2 separate regions of the Mus musculus genome follow, and region 1 is linked to region 2. A link is a contact called in public HiChIP or PLAC-seq data. All regions are on one chromosome and are shown on one strand. Each heading gives the region's core, a stretch centred on a gene start, on an enhancer-like site or on the middle of the called end of the contact. The rest is flanking DNA. Distances are from core to core; before and after follow the strand shown. Region 1 has its middle 14 kb from the start of Pdpn. Region 2 holds the start of Prdm2 (PR domain containing 2, with ZNF domain).

Evidence for each region. HiChIP or PLAC-seq counts read pairs in DNA pulled down with a chosen protein or histone mark.
Region 1: a contact with region 2 is called in an H3K27ac HiChIP or PLAC-seq map of embryonic stem cells, with 8 read pairs. The contact joins the enhancer-like site here to the promoter of Prdm2 in region 2. A contact is called at or near these places in 3 of 39 promoter capture datasets (embryonic stem cells, macrophages and stem cell-derived epiblast-like cells), 1 of 115 datasets of contacts at active chromatin or transcription factors (embryonic stem cells) and 1 of 9 other capture datasets (adipose tissue).

Annotation. Positions count from the first base shown.
Region 1 is chr4:143,310,793-143,316,250 of GRCm38.p6, reverse strand. No RefSeq gene overlaps it. Among named protein-coding and RNA genes, the nearest start is that of Pdpn, 14 kb to the right of the region's middle. Within about 2 kb of position 2,715, at least 3 of the 459 cell types and tissues checked have an H3K27ac peak or open chromatin away from gene starts, as enhancers often do. A contact at or near this core is called in embryonic stem cells, where this site is marked.
Region 2 is chr4:143,208,800-143,214,818 of GRCm38.p6, reverse strand. It overlaps Prdm2 (PR domain containing 2, with ZNF domain), which reads left to right and starts at 2,110. Exons shown (of 10, transcript NM_001081355.3): 1 at 2,110-2,204.

The sequences.
Region 1 (5,458 bases), core at 1,466-3,965, 100 kb before region 2:
ATGCCTTCCTGCCACGATACCCTGGATCCTTTGGAACTAGAATCCAAAATAAAGCCTTCTTCTCTTAAGCTGACTCTTGTGGTGTGTGTGTGTGTGTGTGTGTGTGTGTGTGTGTGTGTGTGTGTGTGTGTGTGTGTGTGTTCACAGTAACAAGAACACAAGTAATGAGGGAAACTGGCATTGAGGGATGGGGCTGTTGCTGACTGGTTCGTAAGAGGAATATGGAAGTGTCCGGAGCTGTAGGCTAGTAACACCATAGAAGATGCTAAGTACAGGCTGACGGGCCGCTCAGATAGGAGTCTGGAAGACTAGAACATGGAGAGACTGTGGACAACAAAGGCCTATGTCACAGTTTCAAAGGAAAACAAAAACTGTTAGGAACTGTATTGGCTGGTTTCGTGTGTCAACTTGACACAGCTGGAGTTATCACAGAGAAAGGAGCTTCAGTTGAGGAAATGCCTCCATGAGATCCAACTGTAAGGCATTTTCTCAATTAGTGATCAAGGGGGAAAGGCCCCTTGTGGGTGGGACCATCTCTGGGCTGGTAGTCTTGGTTCTATAAGAGAGCAGGCTGAGCAAGCCAGGGGAAGCAAGCCAGTAAAGAACATCCCTCCATGGCTTCTGCATCAGCTCCTACTTCCTGACCTGCTTGAGTTCCAGTCCTGACTTCCTTGGTGATAAACAGCAGTATGGAAGTGTAAGCTGAATAAACCCTTTCCTCCCCAACTTGCTTCTTGGTCACGATGTTTGTGCAGGAATAGAAACCCTGACTAAGACAGGTACTGAGTTAGCGGCTGCTCTGCTCACGGTACATTCTGGCAAAGAGTCTGGCTGCTTTCTCCCCAAGACTTGGGAACTTGAATGATGTCACATTACTCCATGCAAGGCCATGGTGGGTGTCTCTGCAAGCAGGACGCCTGCTTAGATCCAAGTTCTTGAGATATATCTTCTTCCGATCACCCTGGCCTTGGGCAGGGCAGAATCAGGCATCCTTCTCCTGTGAGCACCTGTTATCTATCTCAGAGACATTCGTCCTTCCTAGAAGACAGCACCATATAGCCCCATGTCACATATGAATTCTCTCTAAGCACAATCCCTGTGATCCAAGTTAGCCAGATTTGGCTATTGCAGTAGAAAGGATGCTTAAGGCGATTGGATATTCTCAGCATGGCTCGATTGTCTCAGAGTGTTTTATTGCTAAGGATTTAGGGAGCCCATTTTGAAAGACAAACACTGAGCACCAAGTCCTTTCTCTGTATAATCTTATGTCTCCCAAGCTAATCCTCTCAAAGGAGACAGCTTGGCTGACTGGTTTTCAAGAGGAGGGTCAACAGGAGTGTTTTATCCTCCAGGTAACCTTTAGCAAATCTTAATCTCATGTTTTATCATTACATGGGAAAATGGGTGTCTGCCAATGGTACCTGGTAGATGGAGACCATGGGTGTCCCTAAATATCTTATAATGCCCAGGGCATGACTTCCTAAAAAAGAATTATTGAGTTCCAAATATCAGCAGTGCCAAGGTTCAGAAGCCGTGCTGTGGCTGACAGGTGGGGACATCGGGAGAAGCCGTTTCAAACCCTTCCGTGCAGAAACCCCACAGTCGGTGTCTGTAGCTCCCTGCTGCTCCACCACCTCCTGGAGTCCCCTCTTAGCTCTCCTCCAGTACCATCCAACTGTCCTTCCTGCCTCAGTGTCTCCCTAGTGCTCCCCCTTCCACCTGCCTGTCTCCCTCTTCATCCTCAGCAGGCAGCTGAAGGCGCCTGTCTTCTCTTCACAGAAGAGACACTTCACTGAAGTCTCCTCACTTCACAAAGTTGCCCCCCCACCCCACTATTCTTTAGGTTCAGGGATGTTGTTTGTTTGTTTGTTTGATTGATTGATTGATTGATTGATTGATTTTGGTTCAAGACAGGGTTTCTCTGTGTATCCCTGGCTGTCCTGGACTCCCTCTGTAGACCAGGCTAGCCTGAAACTCAGAAATCCACCTGCCTCTGCCTCCCAAGTGCTGGGATTAAAGGTGTGTGTCACACAGCTCAGGTCAGATTTTGTTTTGCCTAAAGTAATTTTTAAAAGTTATATACACTCTGTGCACACTTTAAAATCCTTACAGACCCCAGGAGGCAGAGGCAGGCGGATTTCTGAGTTCGAGGGCAGCCTGGTCTACAAAGTGAGTTCTAGGACAGCCAGAGCTATACAGAGAAACCCTGTCTCAAGGTGTGGGGGCCGGGGGGAGTGGAGGGGGGGAAATCCTTACAGATGCTTTTAGGCTGTGACAGCTGTCTTTCGGCGATGCAGCAAAATGACAGACACCAAAGGAAGAGGAGACTCCTGTTTATGTTCTCAAAACACGGTGTCATTCCTCTGGCCACACACGTGTGAGACAAGAGGATCACACTCTAGGCATCAGGGGAATCCTTCAAAAAGGAACCTCCCATAAATGTGCCCACGGCAAACCTGGAGCTAGCATGCTGATGGCATTGCAAACAAGCAAGTTAAGGGCAAGAGTCTTGACAGGAGAATTACTGTGCAGGCGGAGCATGTGAAGGCCCTGAGAGCTGAGATGGCTTCCATAAACCAAAGGGAAGCGCTCAAAAAAGGGAACCCAGTGAGAACACACCGTGTTCAGCTGGAGTGCTGGCTTGCTGCACACAGAGAAGCACCTAAGCAGCTGGAACCTATTCCCTGTGGAGTCAAGGAACAAAAACAAGCCTTCGATCCTCAGCACCACGAACACTACAGTGGCACACACCTAAGATCCCGTTGCCTATTCAGGAAGTGGAGGCCGGAGGGTCAGAAGTTCAAGGTCAGGCCCTTCTATAATGAGTTTGAGGCCTGCCTAGGCTAAGTGAAACCCCATCTCAAAGATAGGCAGACAGACAGATGGACTCCTTCATCACAAATTTAGTAGCAGAAGAGATGGAACTCCCAGCCTGGGGATATACCACAGGTGAACCAGGGGTCAAGTCCTCCTATATATCCACAATCCATCACTGAGGTCTCTAGATGCCTGCTTCTCAGACAGCGCTAACTTATGAAGAGGTATAGTCAGTAAATAAGCAGTGGCATCGCGCCCTACATATATGAGTTCCTAAGTTTGATCCCCAGCACTCCTAAGTAAATAAACAAATAAATGAATAAATAAATAAATAAATCTATCTATAGACTTATACACACTCATAAATATATACATATATCACAGCATAAACATATGTACTTTTATGTGAACACTTCAAAATAATCTCTCTCTCAAATGCATCCAAGAGAATCTGAAAAAAAAAAAAAAAAAAAAAAGAAACATAGCAAGGTGGTGTCTTGCCGGGCGGTGGTGGCGCACGCCTTTAATCCCAGCACTCGGGAGGCAGAGACAGGCGGGTTTCTGAGTTCGAGGCCAGCCTGGTCTTCAAAGTGAGTTCTAGGACAGCCAGGGCTACACAGAGAAACCCTGTCTCGACAAACAAAAAACAAAACAAAACAAAAAAACCTTTACATGAATGATGCTAGTACAGATCCAGAGAGCATGTATAAAACAGAAATGAGCATTTTTTTTATAGTCTAAGCTAAACTGTTTGGATGTATTATTATACGACGGATACCCAATAATGTAAACGTTGACAACTGTAACAAATAAAATATAATAACAATAATAATAATAAATGAGGCCTAGGAGTGCTCACAAGGTGAATGTTTGCCTTGACTGCACGAAGTCCACAGTGCCATCCACAGCACACACCAGGTGATGTGGTGCCTGCCTGGAATCCCAGCACTCCAGAGGAGGAGAATAGAGAATCGGGAGTTTAAGGCCATCCTCTGTTACAGAGTGAGTTTAAGGCTAGCCTGGGCTACACAAGATCCTATCTCAAAAAAATAAATTAATTAACAATTCAGGCTCTGGAGAGATGGGTTAGCAGTTAAGAGCACTTGTTGTTCTTCCAAGAGAACCAAGTTCAGTCTCCAGCACACCCACTTTGGACAGCCCACAACCACTTGTGGCTCCAGCCCCAGGGGATCCGACACTGCCTTCTGGCCTCTGGCACCACTGCATATGTCACACACACACACACACACACACACACACACACACACACACACAGATATGCACATAACTAGAAATAAAATAAAGCTTATTGAAAATGTGGCCATAAGAGTGTATCAGCTTCTCTGGAAGTGGAGTTACTGACAGTTGTGAGCCACCATGTCGGTGCTGGAAATGAAACTCGGATCTGCAAGAAGAGCATCCAGAGCTTAACTGATGAGCCATCTCTCCAGCCCGTATTCATACATCATTAGAAGATTTGCACTTGTCAGTAGAATAAGGTAGAAGTCACTATTTCTGTACATTCTTAACTTGTGAGGAGCTATGCTAACTAAAGAATACCGTAGGCTGTGGACGTAGGCCAACGTTAACCAGCTGAGTAACATACACAGGCTCAGGGCTCAATTCCAAGAACTCCAGGGGAGATGGGGGACGGGGAAGAATACTGAAATGAATGGGATCTTATTTTACTTCTTTGAATTGCATTTATCAAAGACACATATTTATTAGAGATTATATGGTAATAAGTCATTAGATGATTACTCCATATGACAATTACACTATTCTTTCTGGTTTTATTATTTTCATTTTTATGTGTTTGAGTGTTTTTGTCTGCCTGTATGTCTGTGTGCCAAGTGCATGCAGACTCCATAGAGGCCAGAAGAGGGCGCCAGATCCCCTGGGACATAGAGACAGTTGTGAGCTCCCAAATGGGTGCTGGGATTGAAGCCAGATCCTCTGGAAAACCAGCCAGTACTCTTAACCACTGGGCCGTCTCTCTAGCTCCTGCTCTTTTCTCTTTCTTAATTAATTCATTTATTTACTTTACATCCAGATTTAAGCTTCCCTTCTCTCCTGTCCTCCCAATTCCTCCCTCTCACCTCACCTCTCCCCCATCCATCCCTCTTTCCTTTCTCCTCAGAACAAGGGAGCCTTCCCGTGGATATCAACCCACCTGGCATATCACCTTGCAGTAGGACCAGGCGCATCTTCTCCTATTGAGGCGAGATAAGGCATCCCAGTTAGGGGAAAGGGATCCAAAGGCAGGCATCAGAGTCAGAGACAGATGGGGTGGGGGGTGGGGGGTGGGAAGCGGCGGCTAAGAGCACTGACTGCTCTTCCGAAGGTCCCGAGTTCAACTCCCAGCACCTACATGGTGGCTCACAACCATCCGTAACGACGCCCTCTTCTGGTGTGTCTGAAGACAGCTACAGTGTACTTACATATAATAAATAAATAAATCTTTTAAAGAGAGAGACCCTGCCCCTACTGTTAGAGGTCCCACATGAAGACCAAGACAGATTCCTGCGAGTTTCAATTATCCTAGGCTTCTAGCTCGTCCCAGAGATACCTCCCCCATTCCAGTCCTCTCTCAATTCTCTCTCAGACCTCTTACATTTGTGTAGGGGTTTGGGTCCATCCC
Region 2 (6,019 bases), core at 861-3,360:
GGAAGTATCACAGTTTAGAGAATTGAAACATGTTCAAACAAAATACACAGATTAAAAGTATACAGTGGTTGGTTAGAGGTGGTATTTAGAAGGACCGAAGATTTACTCAGTGTGGTAGGCTAAATAATCGTTACTAAGCATCTGACCTCAACTCAATCCCTTGAATTCTCAAGCATTACCTCTTGCAGAACTTCTGTTGCTATGACTCAGCAATGAAGAGATTAACTGTGGTTTAGCTGGGTATCCTCAGTGCAACTGTATAGATTATGAAAGAACAGAGGGAAATTTCACTACCTACAGAGGAGAAAGTGATGTAAAGATGAAGAGAGTGTGATGATGTTGGCCTTGAAGAGTTGAGTGGCATAGTGACAAGCCAAGGAATGTTGGCAGTCACCAGAAGCTGGAAGAAGGAAACAGTCTCCCCTAGAGACCTCAGAGGAAGTGTGGTCCTACTGACACCTTAGCTTGAGTCTACTGATACTGATTTGGACTCTAGCCTCTACATTTGCAGGAGATTAAATTTCTGTTGTTTTAAGACATCAAATCTGAAACCGTTGCCCCAGGGGAAAAAGGCATTGTCATATCAGATTAAAGACAGGAAGAACAGCCACTGCCTTCTTGGCATGGTGTTCTCTGGTTTTACCATGTCATGTTTTGATTTGACAAAAATCAAAATCCCCTATATTTCCTTTTGCATTCTATTGGATGCCAGGGGGTAAGTAGATTTTCTTTTAAAATGATGGCTATGGCAGTTTGGTGGTAGATGAGGTGGTGGTCTCCCTTTTGCTCCCACGCTACCTCAGATGATTTTTGATGCATATACTTAGTAAGGTGTTAATCAAATAAAGAGTGCAAATTCCAGTGGCAGCCTGTACCATAATAGTGTATATTCTAGTGACAAGTTTGCATGTCTCTCTTAGGTTTGTAAACTCTTGACTAGTGAGAGACATAAGCAAACATTTGAGGTTTTATTTCCTCTCTCCACGGGCTCTGTGGTGATCCAGACCTTGACAACACTTGACATTGTCCTCACCTGTCAACAGTACTGATGAGATAATCACCATGTCACCAATCCTTTACAGAGTATACCACAATCCACGTTGATTGACGTACTTTCTAAACAACAGGTACATTTGATGAGCTTGTCTGGTCTTTCCAAAGTTTTGGAGGCACATTTGAACATAATACATTATCTATTTTTCAGATCCTTTTCTCAGAGGACTAATACGGCCCACTACACTTAGATTTTTTTTTTTTTTCCTTTCTTCTCAGAGGATAGCTTTATCTTGAAGTACTCATGGCTCTGGGTACCATCTAGATGTGACAAGTAACTTTCATCTCTCTACAACTTCAGATTGATTGGCAACTATGTTCCCGTCAAACCTCTTTTCTGGGATGTCAGAAGTGGTCTCCAGTTCAATCCAATCCATCTCCAGCTCACTTGTTTGTAAATAGTGGTGCAGTTCCCAAGGGCAAGATGAAGGCCATGCTGGGTACCACAGAGCCTTGGCACTGACCTAGGCCCATAGCTGGCAGTTAGCAAATGCCTCCTGGTAAGGGATGAATACAGCCGCTCAGTTGCATCTGCTTTGCTGAAGTTTCGGGTTTGTGTGTGTGTGGCTATATTGGTCCTTTGCACACCATTTAAACGGTCTATTTGCCTGGCAGTGGTCTAGTGAGTGGCCTTCAGAGTGGATTCTGCTCTTGTTTTTCTTGAAACAAGGTCTAAGGGTGTGGTCCTGCCTTCCTGGAATTCACTATGTAGCTCTGGCTGCTTCTGCCTCGAGTTTGGGGATTAAAGTGTGCGCCACCACGCCAGTCAGTCGCGGTCGTCTGAAGTAGGGTGGCTTCTCTGACCAACTCTTGAGTTTCTCAGCCCTAACTCTATAGTGGTCAGGCTGGCCCGGCCATGGCGACGCGGGCTTCCCTTCGAGGTAATAACGCTCTGGGGCGAGCGGCGAGTCCGTGATTGACAGAGAGGGCGACACAGTCCGCCGGGGTCACGCCTGACCGTCGTGTTGAGCTCCTCGGGGTCGCAGGCCACGAGCTACGCGCGGGGTCGGGGTCGGGGTCGGGGGTTGTGGGCGCCGTGCCGACGTCACTTCCGGCCGGAGCCAAGATGGCGGCGGCGCGGCCGCGGGCGCCAGAGCGACGGCGGCGGCTGCGGCTCTGGGCTCGCTGAAGCGTTGGCACGTCGCGCTCTGGTGAGGAGCGGCGGAGCCGGGGAGGGCGGGCGGGCCTCGGGGGAATGTCCCTTGGTGTCAGTGAGGAGTGTGGCCACCGCGGCGGGGGCGACCGGGCCGGGCGCTAAGGGGATTGCGGGGCGGGCTGACGCGCCCCCTTCGAGCTTCCTCCGAACGGCCGGGAACCGGTGGCTGGCGCTGGCGCCGACGCGAGGCGGCGCGAAGGCTCCCGCTCCGCGGCTCTTAAGTCCCCGCGGCCAAGTTTCGGGTCCGTTTGGTGACGGCGCGGCGGACTCGGGGTGCGCGGCTGCGGGGTCGGCGGGGAGCGCACGTGGGCCCCGGGCGGTCCCCATCCGCAGGGCTGCGCTGATCTCTGCTCTTTTGTGTCCCGGGTTGAATGTGCGAGCGCATCTGCAATCCTCGAGTTGGTTCTGTGCCTCGAGCCTTTGTGTTTTTCACCCCCGTATAGTTTCCGTGTGCTATAAACCTGCCAGTGGGCTCCTCGAGTGTCCCCCATCGACCCACTGGTGCATACGTGCATGTGTCACAGGTGTGCGCTAGCATACATAGGACTGGTTTGCGTTCGTCAAAAGATCCATCTACTATGTCTCCGAGGGTGACGAGCGAGACACGAAATAGACCTTAACAGGTCAGTGTTCTTCCACGATCCACGCGTGAAGCACCGGCCAATGGCCTAGCACTTACCGTTAGGTCGGGCCTCGAGCTGGGGAAACAATCCCACAGATCGCCGGGAAGCCCCGTTGCCTCTTACTACCCAGCTGGAATTTACACCTAGAGAAATGGGGTTTCCCTTCACCCCCCGCATTTCATGTATTGAGGATTTGGGTGTATTTGACACGTGAACTGCCTTTTGCCAAGTTCCAGTGCCTTGCCCTTAGGACCCTTTAATGAAACACGGGAATGTTTGTTTCTAGTACACAGTGTCCCCAGAACATGACTAAAATTGTATCTCAAAGTTTTTTTGTTTACTTCGAGGTTATTCTTTAAAGTAATATATACAGCAAAGACAACCTCCCAATGGTTTTTTGTTTGTTTTTTGGTTTTTGTTTTTCTTTTACCTACAATAGCACAGACTACAGTTGGATCATTCTGCCCACGATGATATTGGAAAAGAGGTTTTAGGATATTAAGAGGAGGAACTGAGAGACATTATTCTGTTGTTTTCCTGTTCTATAGAGTTCTGTTTTTGAGATTGCACGCAGCTGCCACCCTCCAAGCTCTCTTTCACACACTTTATTTGATGAAATTTCTTTTTCATGAGCAATCTCGCCATAGCTTTGAAAACCTTCAGAGATCATTTAATAAGCCCCCTTTATTCCAAGCCATGGGAAGAGAGCTGTAAATCCATTGTTGGAAGCAACACTCAGCTGCATTTGGTGTTATTTCAGGGCTCGACCCTTCCCTGCCCCCCCCCCCCAAAAAAAAGCCGTCGATGCATTTACAAAGTTATTAGAACCAGGGACATAATGAGAATGCTCAATGAATGTTCGCTGTTTGTTGATGGAAGACTTGGCTTCGTTGAGGTTTGAGGTGGTTTGTTTTACATTTTCTATGCAGTGCTCGGGATAAGAAGGTGTAACTTTGTAATAATGTATTAGCTCTGTAAGCACAAAACAGCAAAACAGTCGCACTGGAAGACAGTTGGAAAACAGAGGCGCACAAAGAAGGAATAGAAACCGCCTGTAAACTTCCGCCTCCTCAGATAGCCATTGTTAACATTGTAGCAGATTGTCACTAGTCAGTCCCTCATGGTGTGCCTGCTTGTATTTCTTTATTCACATACATTCATTTATAGAAGCATGCACTTCTGTATAATAGTCTATAGAGAATTGATATGTTGTGTATATCGATGAGGCTTGTCTTTCATTATGCTGTTGTGTGTTTCTATGTCTTTAACTGTTCTTCAATTTGATGTTTAATGGCTGATATGTGGATGGGCCATCATTCATTAACCAATCCCACATTGATTTTCAAGGCTTCTAAAGTCTGACATTTCTTTTCATTAATTTTCGGAAGTTTTTTCTCTGTGATGAATTTAAAAATTCTGCAACTATTTAAGATGTGAAAACTGGAAAATCTGCTTTGGTAGTGTCTGATGATACATCTTTTTTTGTTTGTTTGTTTGTTTCAGCTACCTAAGAAGTAACCTCCCTGATTTCTCTGTGGTGTCTGTAGCTCACACATATCTGCACACAGTTCCTTTTGATGATTATTTTATACTGGCTATTTATTTATTAATGGGATTTTTTTTTCTTTTTTCAGAATGCTGATATCTTTTCAACTTTAGATCTGACTTAGACACCTTTCAGGGGTGTGTTAAATCACAGTCTCCAGGGTGGAGAGCACTGTGGAGTATTTGCTATTTTCATGTCTTCTGACTAGTTTCGTGTTAGTTTTAATATATGTAAAGGGGAAAAACCCAACAGCAAATATGCAGCTTTCACTAGCAAACTCCATAGTGGAAGTGTATGTGGGCCTTGAGGGGATACGTCAGACCTGCATGCAGAGAGCATCTGCAGGGAATGCTGCATGTCAGACCTGCATGCAGAGAGCATCTGCAGGGAATGCTGCATGTCAGACCTGCATGCAGAGAGCACCTGCAGAGAATCTTCAGGGAATGCTAGATGCAACCGGGACATCACCAGCTGAGCACCTGCTGAGCACTTCTGCTCCTGCTGACATGCATTTAGGGCTTCATAGTTTGATTGCTGCCTATTAGCAGTCACAGTGCTTGGGATTGGGCCTGGTGTCATGTCCTAGTGCTTGCCTTTTGCAGTTAGAAATTTTTAGTTAGAGCTATAAAAAAATGATTTTCTTAGAGCAGGTCAGGGGAAACTGGAGTCTGTTGGTAGGGATAGCATGGTGAGTTAACAATGTTCCTCGGCCACTCTACTGCTGATGTGTGGGCTGGATTAGTTTTCTTGGGGATGTCACTCTTGTCCATGGTGGAATGCTTAAGCAGCTCCCCTCATCCACCCACAAGTGGCAGTGGTCCCTCCTTTAGTTATGACAAGCTGTGAAGTCACCAGACATTGCCATGGAGGGACAAAATGGAATGATTCTAAACTAGCTCATTAAATGAAACTTCCTTTGTTGGATGGTTGAATCACAGAAGCAGCTGTGGTGTCTCCAAGAACTCTGAGGACAGATGCTATGGGTTAGACCTTGAAGAAGGGAATTGTCTTCCCATCCAAATTTCTTCTAGCTTTTGCTTTTGTGGTTATAGAGTAACTCTCTGTAGTTGAACATTGACGTCCTTTTATGGGAAGAAACATGGCAGTGTGAGGTAGGCTGGAGATTATGACGTTTTCATGACATGGGATCAGCATTCCCAGTATGCAGATTAAATTATTATAAAATTTAAATACATTTGCATAGAGTAGATGCATAATTTAATTATTTGGTCCATGATGCTGAATAGCACAGAAATAACTCTTCCAGAAAATGAGACTTGAAGCAACTCCTTGAAGATTGGCTAAACTGTACTTTTCTAAACTACTTTTTTCCTTCTTTTTTTAAAACAAGCAAACAAAAAAAACCCCAAAAAGAACCAGTTGGGTTTATGCACTAAACTTGTCCTAAGGAAAGAAGGCTTACTTTTGAAATGTTTAGTTTAATGCATCTTCATGGAAAACATGTCATTGAAGTACTTTCTGCTGGGGGAGAAAATATGTCTCCTAATCTTTATTTCTAATTATTCTAAGTAGAGATGGTATTGGCTGTGGTTCCTATCTGTTTGCTTGTTTGTTTGTTTGTTTTGGCTGTGAAATACTATTGAGAATGCACCATTAAATACAACATGTGAAAAAAATCTG